Linked DNA regions of Zea mays: all the other regions are linked to region 2. Evidence: chromatin contacts called from public Hi-C data. All regions are on one chromosome and are shown on one strand. Each heading gives the region's core, a stretch centred on a gene start, on an enhancer-like site or on the middle of the called end of the contact. The rest is flanking DNA. Distances are from core to core; before and after follow the strand shown.

Region 1 (4,161 bases), core at 1,221-3,720, 300 kb after region 2:
TCCCTACCCATTGGCTTTGATTTTGTGGGACATTAATGCTTGCCCTATGTGGCTCGTACAGATGATTGTCCCTTTCCAACCATCTGGAGGGGACAAAACGTACTTGATTTTGTGGGGCATTAATGCTTGCCCTATGTGGCTCGTACGGCTGGTTGTCCCTTTCCAGCCTTTGGAGGGGACAAAAAGTACTCGCCCCCACGTGTCTGGGATGTCATATTATGGTGCTGCGGCACTGTAGGTTGCGGCGGGAGGTTGAGCTAGGACGGATGTGTAGTTGGGGAATAACCATTATAATTAGGTTCTATGTATTCTGCACCGGACCGTTTGGCCAAATATGTAGACTATCCGGCTATGTGTGCGGACTGTCCGGCCGCATGGCCAGACCATTCAGGGATGTATTCGAACTGTCCGGCATGGATGGTCTGAATTGTTCGTTCAGGGTTTGTGAGAGATGTGGCGGTCCAGGTGTGGGTTTCAGTAATTCAGTTCTAAAAACGGGGTCGGCCGCCGTTGGCCCGGAAGGTCCACGCTCTCGTGCGGACGGTTCGATCGTGCGCAGATCGGTGGGTTTACCCCCAATTTGCATAGGAGGGTGTGGTTGTCTATGATATGTGTCTATCAGCATCCCGTAAAGGGGTTGTGATTGGTCATGCCAATCTGTAGCCGATGAATCGCGTGTGTTTTCTCCAGATTCAACCTTGTGCGAAGGAAAATTAGCGACAATAGATTTATCAAATGCGCGTGCTAGCCTCATATAATCATTTTTGCATATCCACAATGGTCTATTGCATTTGGTCTCGCTGCTCATCTATGTATGCTCTAAGAGATTGAATTTCATTTGTTTCGCTTACCTTGGGGGTTGCTGTAGCAGATCGAAGTGAAGCCAGATCAGTCGCCCGCTGCCGGACGACCTTGTGATTCCTATCCACTTTGAAGTTTGAAGTTGGCCAAGAATTTCGTGTGTGCTTCCTTTATCAGCTGCTCCTTGTGTTCTTCGAACTCATGCTAATCTTCAGCCGGCAGAGTTTGTATAGTCAGCTCGATGATGTTGCTGGGAGAGACGTGAGAGCTATCTTTTGAACAGACCATTAAGGACCGTTCTGATAGATCTTCACTGATTTCCCCAGCGGAGTCGCCAAAAAATGTGTTGGTACCGATCCAGGCGCCAATCACTGTGATGTGTATTGGTGACGGTGCTTTATGTGAAACGTAGACGGTCCACTGCTGAGGGTCGGACGGTCCTTGACCTGGCGTAGGGGCTAGGGTTTATGCTGACGAGTCAAACGGTCCGCGCCTGATGGCTAGATGGTCCGCGCGGGCGCAGAGGCGACGGGTCCACCAACAACACCTAGATCTCGCTCTTGGGAGGGACCCCGTCGAGGAGAGATTCTAGGGTTTGTCTTAGGGTCAGCAGGCCACCTAAGACACCTCTAAACGACGTGGAGTCTAAGAGAGACGGAGATTAGAGAGGGAAAACTATGTTACTATCTACTCCTAGAGCAAAAATGTAAAGAACGGAAAGTATATTGATTGTTTGATCGATTGTTGGTGATTGCAATCGGTCGTACCCCTTAATATATATAAGGGAGAAAGTTTGGACTCGTTACTAGGCGTCTCCCAACAACAACCGTGGATTTAGAGGATAAACTCGCACAGAAAACGATTATTTGCGTCTGATTCGATTTATTCGCGGACTGTCCACGCCTATAGATGGGCCGTCCGTGGGCCACAGCATCCGGTCCTCAAGACCGGACCGTCCGGCCGTGACCAGTGCCACAAATGCTTCTCAACATGATGTGCATCATGGTTACCCGGATGTGTGTGTTTAGTTTTCTCCATAACTTGAGCTAGTCATATTGGCTCTAGCCTTGACAAGGCAACTCGTGAGGTAAGGTCAGCAACAAAACAAACACGCCCCTCGCGTGGTCAACTGATCATGACCTTATATTGATGGCAGTTCAATAAAATAGGGATTTGCTAAATCACATGCGTCTAATTTTTGCTTTATTTTCGGGAGATAGTATCTAATCTGAATCCAACAATAAAAAGTATCCTAAACTTTATATTTTTAGGACCAAACATCTCTGTTGCTGTTAAAGGGGCGTTTGGTGTCCTGACTTTAGTAAGTGTCAAAATAAATGTTTAAATATCAATTACGAGTATTAAAAATAAGTTTAGTTATGCTTAATAATTCGTCTCGCTGTTTAGCTTTTATCTATATAATTAATTTTATAAATATTTAATACTTGTAATTCCCTTTCAAAATCTAAAGTAAACTACTGCGACCAAACATACCGGTCAGCACTCAGCCGTACAATAGGAAATGTGAAATACAGTAGGTGAGCGCAAAAGCTTGAGTACAATGGCAATACTCTACCGATATCAAACCAATGTGACGTCAATTCAAGTCTAAGGAGTACTGATATATTGAATAAAATAGTACTTATTATCACTGAGGCTAGCTACCCGCTGCGTTGACGTCCAGCTCCTGCTCGTTGGTCGCTGGTGGGCACCAGCACAAAACTGGGTCTCCTCGGTTCTTCTCCTCGCATCCAGCAGACCGCAGACGACGACTACCTCAGCCGCCTTCCAATGGCGCCCCTCTCCTGCCGCGACCTTCCCGCCCGGCTACCGACTCTTCCCCACCATGCTAGCACTCACCCACACCTCTCCTTCCTATCGGGCGGCCCAGCCCCTCGCCGATGGCGATCACTCACCACCTCAAACACTCTGCGGCTTCGCTTGGCGGCCACTAAGGACGACGCGGTCGCCTCCCTCGTCGGAAGGCTCGAGCACGACGTGGCGAACGCCCAGTACCGCGACGACGTTCTGGAAGAAGAAGACGAAGAGCAGCGGGAGGAGGAAGAAGAGGAGCAGCAGTTCCTTGACGACGACAACGCTCGGCGCCGCGGCGCGGGGAAGCATCGGGACGAGCTGCGCAGTCGGTGGCGCGAGATCCACGGGTGCGACGACTGGGCGGGGCTCCTGGACCCCATGGACCCGCTGCTGCGGTCGGAGCTGATCCGGTACGGCGAGCTGGCGCAGGCCTGCTACGACGCCTTCGACTACGACCCGTCGTCCCGCTACTGCGGCAGCTGCAAGTACTCGCGGCGCGACTTGTTCGAGCGGCTGGGCATGGCGGACGCGGCGCGCGGCTACGTGGTGTCCCGGTACCTGTTCGCGACGTCCAACATCCGGTTCCCCAACTTGTTCCCGCAGTCCCGGGCGGGCGCCAGGATCTGGAGCCAGAGCGCGAGCTGGATCGGGTACGTGGCCGTGTCCACGGACGAGGAGAGCGCGCGGCTGGGGCGGCGCGACATCGCCATCGCGTGGCGCGGCACGGTGACGCGGCTGGAATGGGTGTCGGACCTCATGGACTTCCTCCGGCCCGTGGCGGAGGAGGGCATCCCGTGCCCGGACCGGGAGGTGAAGGTGCTGGCCGGGTTCGTGGACCTGTACACGGACCGGGACCCCAGCTGCCGGTTCTGCAAGTACTCGGCGCGCGAGCAGGTCCTGACGGAGGTCCGCCGGCTGGTGGGCCGCTACACGGCGGCGGGGGAGGACGTGAGCGTGACGGTGACCGGGCACAGCCTCGGCAGCGCGCTGGCCATGCTGAGCGCCTACGACATCGCGGAGACCGGCGCGAACATGGAGGCCGCGCCCGTGTGCGTGTTCTCGTTCGGGGGCCCGCGGGTGGGCAACACGGCGTTCAAGCGGCGCTTCGAGGAGGAGCTCGGGGTGAGGGCGCTGCGGGTGGTGAACGTGCACGACAACGTGACGCGGATGCCGGGGATCCTGCTGAACGAGGGGGCGCCCGAGGTGGTGCGGCGCGTGGCGGAAGGCCTGCTGCGTGTGCCCTGGTGCTACGCCCACGTCGGCGTGGAGCTGCCGCTCGACCACAAGCGCTCGCCGTTCCTCAAGGACACGCTGGACCCCGCGTGCTACCACGACCTGGAGGCGCACCTCCACCTCATCGACGGGTAAGCAGCCACCTAACCTTAACAGTAACAGACAGCGTCGCCGTCGTCGCTTCATTGCTTGACATCTTGAGACAAGCTATCACCAGGCAGAGCGGTTGCGGCTGCGGCTGTGTCGTGCGATTAGACGGCGATATTAACTAGCGCGTCATCAGCCAGGCATGCATGCAAGGACCTAGCAATT
Region 2 (4,397 bases), core at 128-2,627:
AGACATTGAGAAAGTGCAGACAGTAAAAATTGGTCAGCATGTTCGGTTCCGTGCTGGAATTTCAGAGCCTAGATGGGGATGGAGAGATGCGAACCCTGATTCTAGAGGCATCATCGCTGGTGTACATGCTGATGGAGAAGTAAGGGTCGCCTTCTTTGGTGTGCCGGGATTGTGGAGAGGCGATCCTGCAGATCTTGAAATTGAGAATATCTTCGAGGTTGGAGAGTGGGTTAGGCTGAGGAACGATGTGGAGCAGTGGAGATCACTCAAGCCTGGTAGCATTGGTGTGGTGCATGGGGTGGGATATCAAGGTGATGCTTGGGATGGAACCATTCATGTCGCTTTTTGTGGTGAGCAGGAAAGGTGGATTGGGCCTTCTAGCCAGCTTGAAGGAGTTAGCAAGTTTGTTGTTGGGCAGCGTGTTCGAATCAGAGGCTGTATCCGCCAGCCAAGATTTGGTTGGTCCAATCATAGTCATTCAAGCATAGGGACAATCTCATCTATTGACGCAGATGGGAAACTGAGGATTCATACACCAGCTGGTGCCAGGGCTTGGTTGACAGACCCAGCAGAGGTGGAAAAAGTGGAGGACGAGGAGGAAGTCTGTATTGGGGACTGGGTGAAGGTTAAGGACTCAGTTGGAACCCCAGTGTATCAATGGGGTGATGTGAACCACAGCAGTATAGGGGTGGTCCACCGGGCTGATGATGGAGAGCTCTGGATTGCTTTCTGCTTCTGTGAGAGGCTGTGGTTATGCAAAGCATGGGAGGTGGAAAAGGTGAGGCCCTTCAGACAAGGTGACAAAGTACGGATACGATCTGGTCTTGTATCCCCCAGATGGGGCTGGGGGATGGAGACCTACGCGAGCAAAGGCGAGGTTGTGGGTGTGGATGCAAACGGAAAGCTGAGGATAAAGTTTCGGTGGAGGGATAGACTTTGGATTGGGGACCCGGCTGATGTCGTTCTTGATGATGCCCATTTATTGACGGAGGCTTCTAATGGCTTTTGACCTTTTTGTTCATAGGCTTGTGGTATTCTTTTGACCCCATATCTCATTTCTTGCACCCATCCATTTTGCAGCATTTCAAATTTAGCAAAATCTCAACCTGCAGTGGAGTTGCAAGTTGCACATAGTTATCATCGCATAGGCATGCATGGCAGGGTGTATTTCTTGTTGATAACCGGGGAATGAGAAGACAGCGATAGTGAAATACTCCTAGAGTTGATAACCACCACCTAGGTTTTTTTCCCTTTGGTCTACATGTATAATTATGCCGCCTGATACCTTTTGGGTTTCAGTGTACCATATATACCAGTGTACAGGTTCGGACCTGAACATTAATTTGATTGATAGTGGTCTACTGGTCTTGTATGTGCTGACTCGTTGTGCACCGAGTGGCTGGCAATGCCGCGTGTACCAGGAGTTACTGCAAGCTGCTCAGTGGCATACGAGTATGATGACGTATATGGTACAAACTGCACTGCTGTGTATGCGTGGCACCAGTGTTGGTGTGGTAATGGATCGTGATCTAAATAATTTCACAAAATGGTTGGGCTCTAAATAAAGTTTAGTTTAAAAATGAATAGAAATAGAGTCTGATCCTTTAATCTTATAGTATAAAATTTAGAGCTCACTGGTACCCTAATGGCACCTCCACAACTGTTACCTCTAATGCCACCTCCACAAAATAAATGAGGAATCTCCACAAAATGAGGAATTAATGGCCTGTCTATTTCACCTTAAAGATTATATAATCTTGATTATAATCTGAATTATATAATCTAGATTATAATTTATCGTATGCAACTGTTTGGTAGTGTAGATTATACAAGTATATAAGGGTGGTATGGATCGTGATCTAAATATTTCTTTACAATTTGTTGTATATAAGGGTGGTATGGATCGTGATCTAAATATTTCTTTACAATTTGTTAGGTCTCTATATTTATTTTATTTTAAAAATAAATATAAATAAAGCCTTATCTTAATTCGATTTGATCCATGCTTATCATTCCTACGAGTACATATTATTGTTCTATAAGAAAGTACGCTACAAAGAAAATGGTATTATTCTAGCAAATAATGCATTGGCAATTTGATCATGAATGTTATTCATCCACGAGAAGCTACAACAGAGGCATGCACATGTATGTTTCTTGTGAACATTTTATCGAGCAGCTAGAGCACACCCGAACTATGGTAGGCAGCATCTACGCCGTGGACTACTGTGGCGATGCCGGCATTCGGTAGTTCGCGCCATGCGCCACAGTTGATGACGCCCCATGACACAGTTGACGAGCCCGTGCCGCCGTTCTCTAGTTCACGACCGTGGCTGATGGTGCGTGTCGCAAGCATGGGGTCGAGGTCGCGCCCTGCACCGGCGGTGTTATTGGCAAGGTCACGTCCGCCGCTCATGCACGCCATGGATAGAGGTGCGACCTCCTCTGCCCGCGACATGAAGCTCTGCAGCCGCGCTGCCACCGTGGATCAGCCGTCGTCGTGAACGGGTTGTTCATGGACATGCTGCAGGCGGGTTGGATTGGAGAAGCGATGCGATGGCTGGATGGAATGTGCTGGGGTTTCGGGTTTAGCATGTTCGTGAAGAAAAGTGAATGACAGACGTTGTAATTTCTAGTAACATAACCATAGGCAGTGGATCTTTTACCAAAAATAATCTCCAATAAACTCATCTTAAATAAATTATGGGATTATCATAATCTGACCTTGAAATTATATAATCTATCCACATAATATGGTTGTTTGTTTGCCACTTGAATTATTTGCACTAGATTATATAATTTACCTAGATTCCGAGCCCACACCAAATCCGGAATATGACGCTTGGATTGGCAAGGACAATAACCTCTCTCAATTCTGTTGCCGTCTCTTTCGTGACTTATCCTGTCGCAAGTCTCATTTGCAGAGATAGTCATTTTGTTTGTGTGGTATACTGGTGCCAGGATCGAATACATGTTTGCCTCTCAATCCTTAGCTTATATCATCAGCACACGCATGGCGCTTGCCACGTCAACCAAGGGGTGTCCTCAATCATATCATCGAGTACTTCACCGCAGCGGTGGATCTAGCTGCCACGATTAGGATGTGCCAGAAAAAATATAAAAAAGAAAAAAAAACAGGGATCAACAAGACTTAAACCTTAATTGTCAAATTAAAAACATAGTACTTATACCACCGGGATAACTACTTATATGTGATTTTATTGGATGTCGTGGCCCATATAAGCCAACTTTTTTGCATTTTAGCTCTTTTGAGGTTTTTTGCACAATTATGCCTTTTGTAGTTTCATTTCAAAAAATGGACCCTAACCTCGGCGCCGTCATCATTGACGCCGAGGTAACACATAGTGGCGCCGACATAATTGGCGCCGACTTTTCCTACGTGGCAGCCGATGTGGCAAGTCCCAGGGGGTCGGCGCCATAGATCTTGGCGCCGACCCCCTGGATAGCACCGGACCCACCGTCAAGGGGGGTTGGCGCCAAGATCTATGGCGCTGACCCCCTGGGACTTGCCACATCGGCTGCCACGTAGGAAAAATTGGCGCCAATGGTACTGGCGTCGCTGTGTGTTACCTCGGCGCCAATGATGATGGCGCCAAGGTTGGGGTCCATTTTTTAAAATGAAACTGCAAAGGACATAATTGTGCAAAAAAAAAACCCAAAAAGGGCTAAAATCCAAAAAAGTTGGCCATATAGACCACTCGTTGGGTCCACTCCTGCTTCACCGGAATGAAGCACCTCGTAGATGAAATGACATAAGTAGGAAAGAAATTTGAAGAGTAGGAGCTGGTGTTCTACATTTTCACCAGCCTTGACCTCAATTTCAATCTAGTGGCGTCTATCGACTGTCATAGTCGCTCGGTTAATCCTACTTCAGTCGGTGAGTTGTACACTCAGTTTTAGGGATGGAAACAGTCAAAAATGATATTGTCTATACAAAAATGGTTGTCGGTTGATCGAAAATTTACCCAGTTTTATAATTAATCTACTCATTAATGACTACAATATGTTGTTGATAGAAATTTTAAATTTTAAAATTTAAAATACGATAACTTTTAGAAACGGTATTGTATTTACGGAAACTATACGGTTACGAGGGCCTGGTTATGGAGGTTTTGATTTTTATTTTCATCCCTACCTAGCTTGTTAGTTTTGAACGAAGAATGGAGAGTTTCACAGTGGCAGGCATCAGTCGTCCACAAACATGATTACCATGGGAGGTCGAGCCAGCAACAAGGATAGGATCTAGATAGCTAAAAGATGATGAATGACCTATAAAATTTGTAATAATGAAAATCAAGATGTTCAAATATACAGAAGCAATTATTTGTTGTAGTTCTCTTTGCTTTAGGTTGTCTCTTTTAACCAAGTAATAGCTT
Region 3 (3,934 bases), core at 804-3,303, 370 kb after region 2:
TATAATTCTTAGAGGTAATAAGCAAGGCTAAAATAAAGTTTAAGTCCAAACTACCTGAGACCGTATCCTCCGCCTCCTCTCAAGAAAAACTGATCTACGCTCCAGTAGGTCACTATTACTGGCCTGCCTCTCAGAGCTCAAGTTGTACAGACCATTGGTTGAAGGATCAGAGCGCGATTCTGAACTCCTGTCTGAATTAGTCCTTTGCATTACTGCTGAATCTTGCCTAGCACTAGCATTTCCAGACAACCATACCGCCCTATCGTAAAGAAGGGCAGGGGTGAATAACCCATCTGAGAATGGAGGCCGTTTGAGGACTCTGTCCCGAAGCCGCCCAACACTTAATGTTCGGCTAAACCGAACACTGCCTTCAAAAGGTTCCTGAGATCCCATCCTTCTGTAGGAGTTCCTCAAGATAGCATCTTCAGATTCTTGCAGATTTCTTCTAGCCTGACGAGCTGCTCTAGCTTGTGCCGTGACACTATCTCTAAGCATGTCTAGAGTCGAATCAATCCCAGCAGTTGGTGCACTACCCTGCTGGGAGATGACTGTATCAGAAGAGTCATCCACATCACCCCGACCTTCACCTGGGTTAGCAGAAGTCGGGAGGCCAGATGACAGAATAGAGCAGGCTACTGATGATCCCAAGCTGACAGCTCTACTCAACCCAAAGTTGACACCAAAACGTGGCCTTGACCTCCCAGAAGGATCTGTCAATTGACTGGCTGCTGTTAAAGTGTTAGTGGCAGCAGCATTCTGTAGCACGCCATCATCTTGATCTCTTTCCCTATCTGATGAAGGTAGTGTTATCTCTTCACCGGGATGAGACTTAGGCGTTGCAAGAACATCTTCATCAGATTTTGTAGTGTGAGTGAGTGAAGGTAGGCTTGCAGTCTCCCCTCCCTTGTTACACTAGAAACATACAAATGCATCATTTAAGACTGAATCCAACAGTTTACCATAGTTTACCTAGACTGCGCTGTTCACATAGTGGAGTTTGGATATAGGTACGGGGATGGGCAGTCTAATTATAGCAGAAATGAAGACTTTGATCCAAAACTGTAACGGCAACTCAATTAAAAAACTACAGATAAATGAAGTTTAGAATTCCAACAAAGCAACATATCTAGTTCCAACAAGTTGTACTATTCATTCATAAATCATAATAGTACATTTTAGTACTCCATTTTTTTGAGGGGTAGTGCACCACAGTTCATACGCAAGGAGTTCAAAAATATTTGACATGATCGAAACTAAACAGGCAATCAAAGAGAAAGAAGATAATTTACGGAAAGAAATTTTTGTAGCACATCCAATCAAACAGAAGTTCAGAACTCAGTTTCCAAAAAAAAAATATGGTTCAGAATTCAGTTACTGCAATTTGAAACCAAATTATGGAGCCATTGAACAATCTCGAATCCCCAGAAATGCTCGCTCAGAAACCGAGGCTAGCAAACTCACAGCGACAAGATCTAACACGTATCCGCGCTCCATTTGTGAAAACACCCTTCCTTCGCCTGATTCGCCGCATTCCAACACGCACAGATTCGAAAGCACCGCGAGGGAAAGGAAACACCCTTACCTCGACGTCCACCGCCACTGCGGAAACGTCGCAATCGCAAGGCGTCGTGGAGCCACGGAAGCAGGAGGAACTCGGCAGCGGCAGCAGGCTCCTCCCCCTCCTCGCCTTCTCGCTACCATTTGGCCTCTTACCCTCGCCGCCCGCCTCCGCCGCCGTGGGCGACGTGGAGGAGGTGGTTGCCTTGCTGCTCCCAGATCCCATCACGCACCAGCCAACACCCCCCGCGCCGCGCCTACAGTTGCACGGATCGGTCCAGACCGCCCGCCATTGCTCCGCCTCCACGCCTCGCTCCCCCGGGCCAGTGCCTGGGTGCGGGTGGCCGCATGCGCGACGCCTCGGTGGGCGGGAACGGGGACCTCGGCAGCTGTAGCTTCGTTCGTCTTTCCTTCCACCGCTTCAGACGCTAGCGTAGCTTGGCTACATACACGCTAGGCGAAGAGAGAGATGGTTCGGTAAAACTACCCGATACGATGCGTCCTTGCGTTGATTGGAGTGTTGTTTGATTGAGTGGTTACTCGTCCGAATAATGGCGTGTATTGTGCACTTTCAAACTACTACTACTCTCTCTGTCTTATTAGTTGTCTTTTTAGATAATATTTTAGTCAAACTTATAAAATTTTGGCTACAAATAATTATTTTATTATGTAGTTTTAAAACACAATGTTTATATGCACCGATTTGTATTAACAAGTACTTTATAAAGTATAAATATATTAAAAATTTATTTGTATTTTAAAGAAAAAGACATTGGTCAGAGTTATATTTTGGGACCACGTCGTTGTCCTAAATGACAATTAATAGTACACCAGAGAGAGTAATAGATAGTACAACTTTGAGTGTCTTATGTCTAATTATGCGACCGTGTCCGCCGCGACAGCCCCGAGGGTATGTACAACTTTATTTACGTCACGTTTAAATGTACTAAACCTAATAGTTAAAGCAAATATAATAAGATGATGTAGATAAACTATAAGATATACATTAGGATGTTGTTTGGTTTGGTAGGATGTCACGTTATTTGATTACAATGGCAATTGATTAAGTTGTATTGCGCTTGGCCTGTTTGGTTCAGTTTTTTTCTGACCAGCTTTTCTGAGAATCTGGCTGTAGGAAGAATCTAGCTATGTAGAGAATCTGAGTATCATTAGGATTACGTGCGGAGGAAGATAAATGTGTCCATAGAACTCAGGATCTAGAAAGTGACGGATTCCTATTGTTGCAACGACTCAACCGATTATGTGTTTATGTTGATGTTGAATGGTTTGTACCCAAACGAATTTTATAGAAGCTGACTGAAAAGCTGAGCGTTTGGCAGTCCGCAGCAGCTTTTGGTGGCCAGAAGCCCCCAAAAGCTGAAACAAACAGGGCAGTTGAGTCGTTGCAATAGTAGGAATCCATCACTTTCTAGATCCTGAGTCCTATGGACACCTTTATCTTCCTCCGCACGTAATCCTAATGATACTTAGATTCTCTACACAGCCAGATTCTCGCAGCTTCTGGCCACCAAAAGCTGCTGCGGACTGCCAAACACTCAGCTTTTCAGCCAGCTTTTATAAAATTCGTTTGGGTAAAAAACATTCAAAATCAACATAAACATATAATCGGTTGAGTTGTCACAATAGTAGTAATCCGTCACTTTATAGATCCTGAGTCTCATTGATAACTTTATCTTCCTCCGCACGTAATCCTAATGATACACAGATTCTCTACAGAGCCAGATTCTCCCCACATCTAGATTTTCGAAAAAGATGGTCAGAAAAAAGCTGAACCAAACAGACCCATGTACTACCATGTAGTTGGATACGGACTTATAGAAAATGGAGTGTTATCCAATACCCCTCCCATCAAAGTGCAATAGTATAGTAGGACTTACCTGAGCTGAACCAAACAATCTAAGTAATAGCTTACTTCTTTTTCATTTGCAGCGTTATCAAATAGCGTTTACGTTACCGGTCAAATTCTACAACCAAACAATCCCTAGATTTACATTGATACAAAAGAAAGAGAAATACAGAGAGAATGGACTCCAAGAGAGATTGTGAGGGGAAGAGATGGACCAAATATTAAATGTACATCTTGTGTGATTGACTAAACTTTTTAGTTGGCTATATGTGATATGTCAACATCATAAAGCCCTGATGTGGCCTATATTATTAGACTTGCTCTTAGTTGGCTAAAAGGTTGATAGTAAAACTAGATAATTAATACACCATATGTCCCAATTTATAATTTGTTTGATTTTTTACCAAGTTTGACCATCTCATCATATTCAATTTTTTGAAAAATGGAAAATTCAAACCCATACTTAAATTATATTACATGTTAAACGATATCATTGTAAAAATTATTAAT

Evidence for each region. A called contact is a pair of places that touch in the nucleus more often than the background predicts.
Region 1: a Hi-C map of ear shows a contact between it and region 2, with 2.2 times the contacts expected there. The contact joins the promoter of LOC103635734 here to the enhancer-like site in region 2. A contact is called at or near these places in 2 of 25 Hi-C or Micro-C datasets (ear and tassel).
Region 3: a Hi-C map of ear shows a contact between it and region 2, with 4 times the contacts expected there. The contact joins the promoter of LOC542182 here to the enhancer-like site in region 2. A contact is called at or near these places in 3 of 25 Hi-C or Micro-C datasets (bundle sheath, ear and tassel).

The regions. Positions count from the first base shown.
Region 1 is chr8:116,307,513-116,311,673 of Zm-B73-REFERENCE-NAM-5.0, reverse strand. LOC103635734 (phospholipase A1-Igamma1, chloroplastic) reads left to right here and starts at 2,470. Exons shown (of 2, transcript XM_008658116.2): 1 at 2,470-3,980. The coding sequence starts at 2,593.
Region 2 is chr8:116,610,476-116,614,872 of Zm-B73-REFERENCE-NAM-5.0, reverse strand. LOC103635738 (E3 ubiquitin-protein ligase KEG) reads left to right here. Exons shown (of 15, transcript XM_008658118.3): 15 at 1-1,378. The coding sequence ends at 1,009. Among protein-coding and RNA genes, the nearest start is that of LOC103635738, 25 kb to the left of the region's middle. Within about 2 kb of position 1,377, at least 18 of the 20 cell types and tissues checked have an H3K27ac peak or open chromatin away from gene starts, as enhancers often do. A contact at or near this core is called in bundle sheath, ear and tassel, where this site is marked.
Region 3 is chr8:116,245,346-116,249,279 of Zm-B73-REFERENCE-NAM-5.0, reverse strand. It overlaps LOC542182 (RING/U-box superfamily protein), which reads right to left and starts at 2,053. Exons shown (of 6, transcript NM_001305873.1): 1 at 1,583-2,053; 2 at 55-912. The coding sequence starts at 1,783.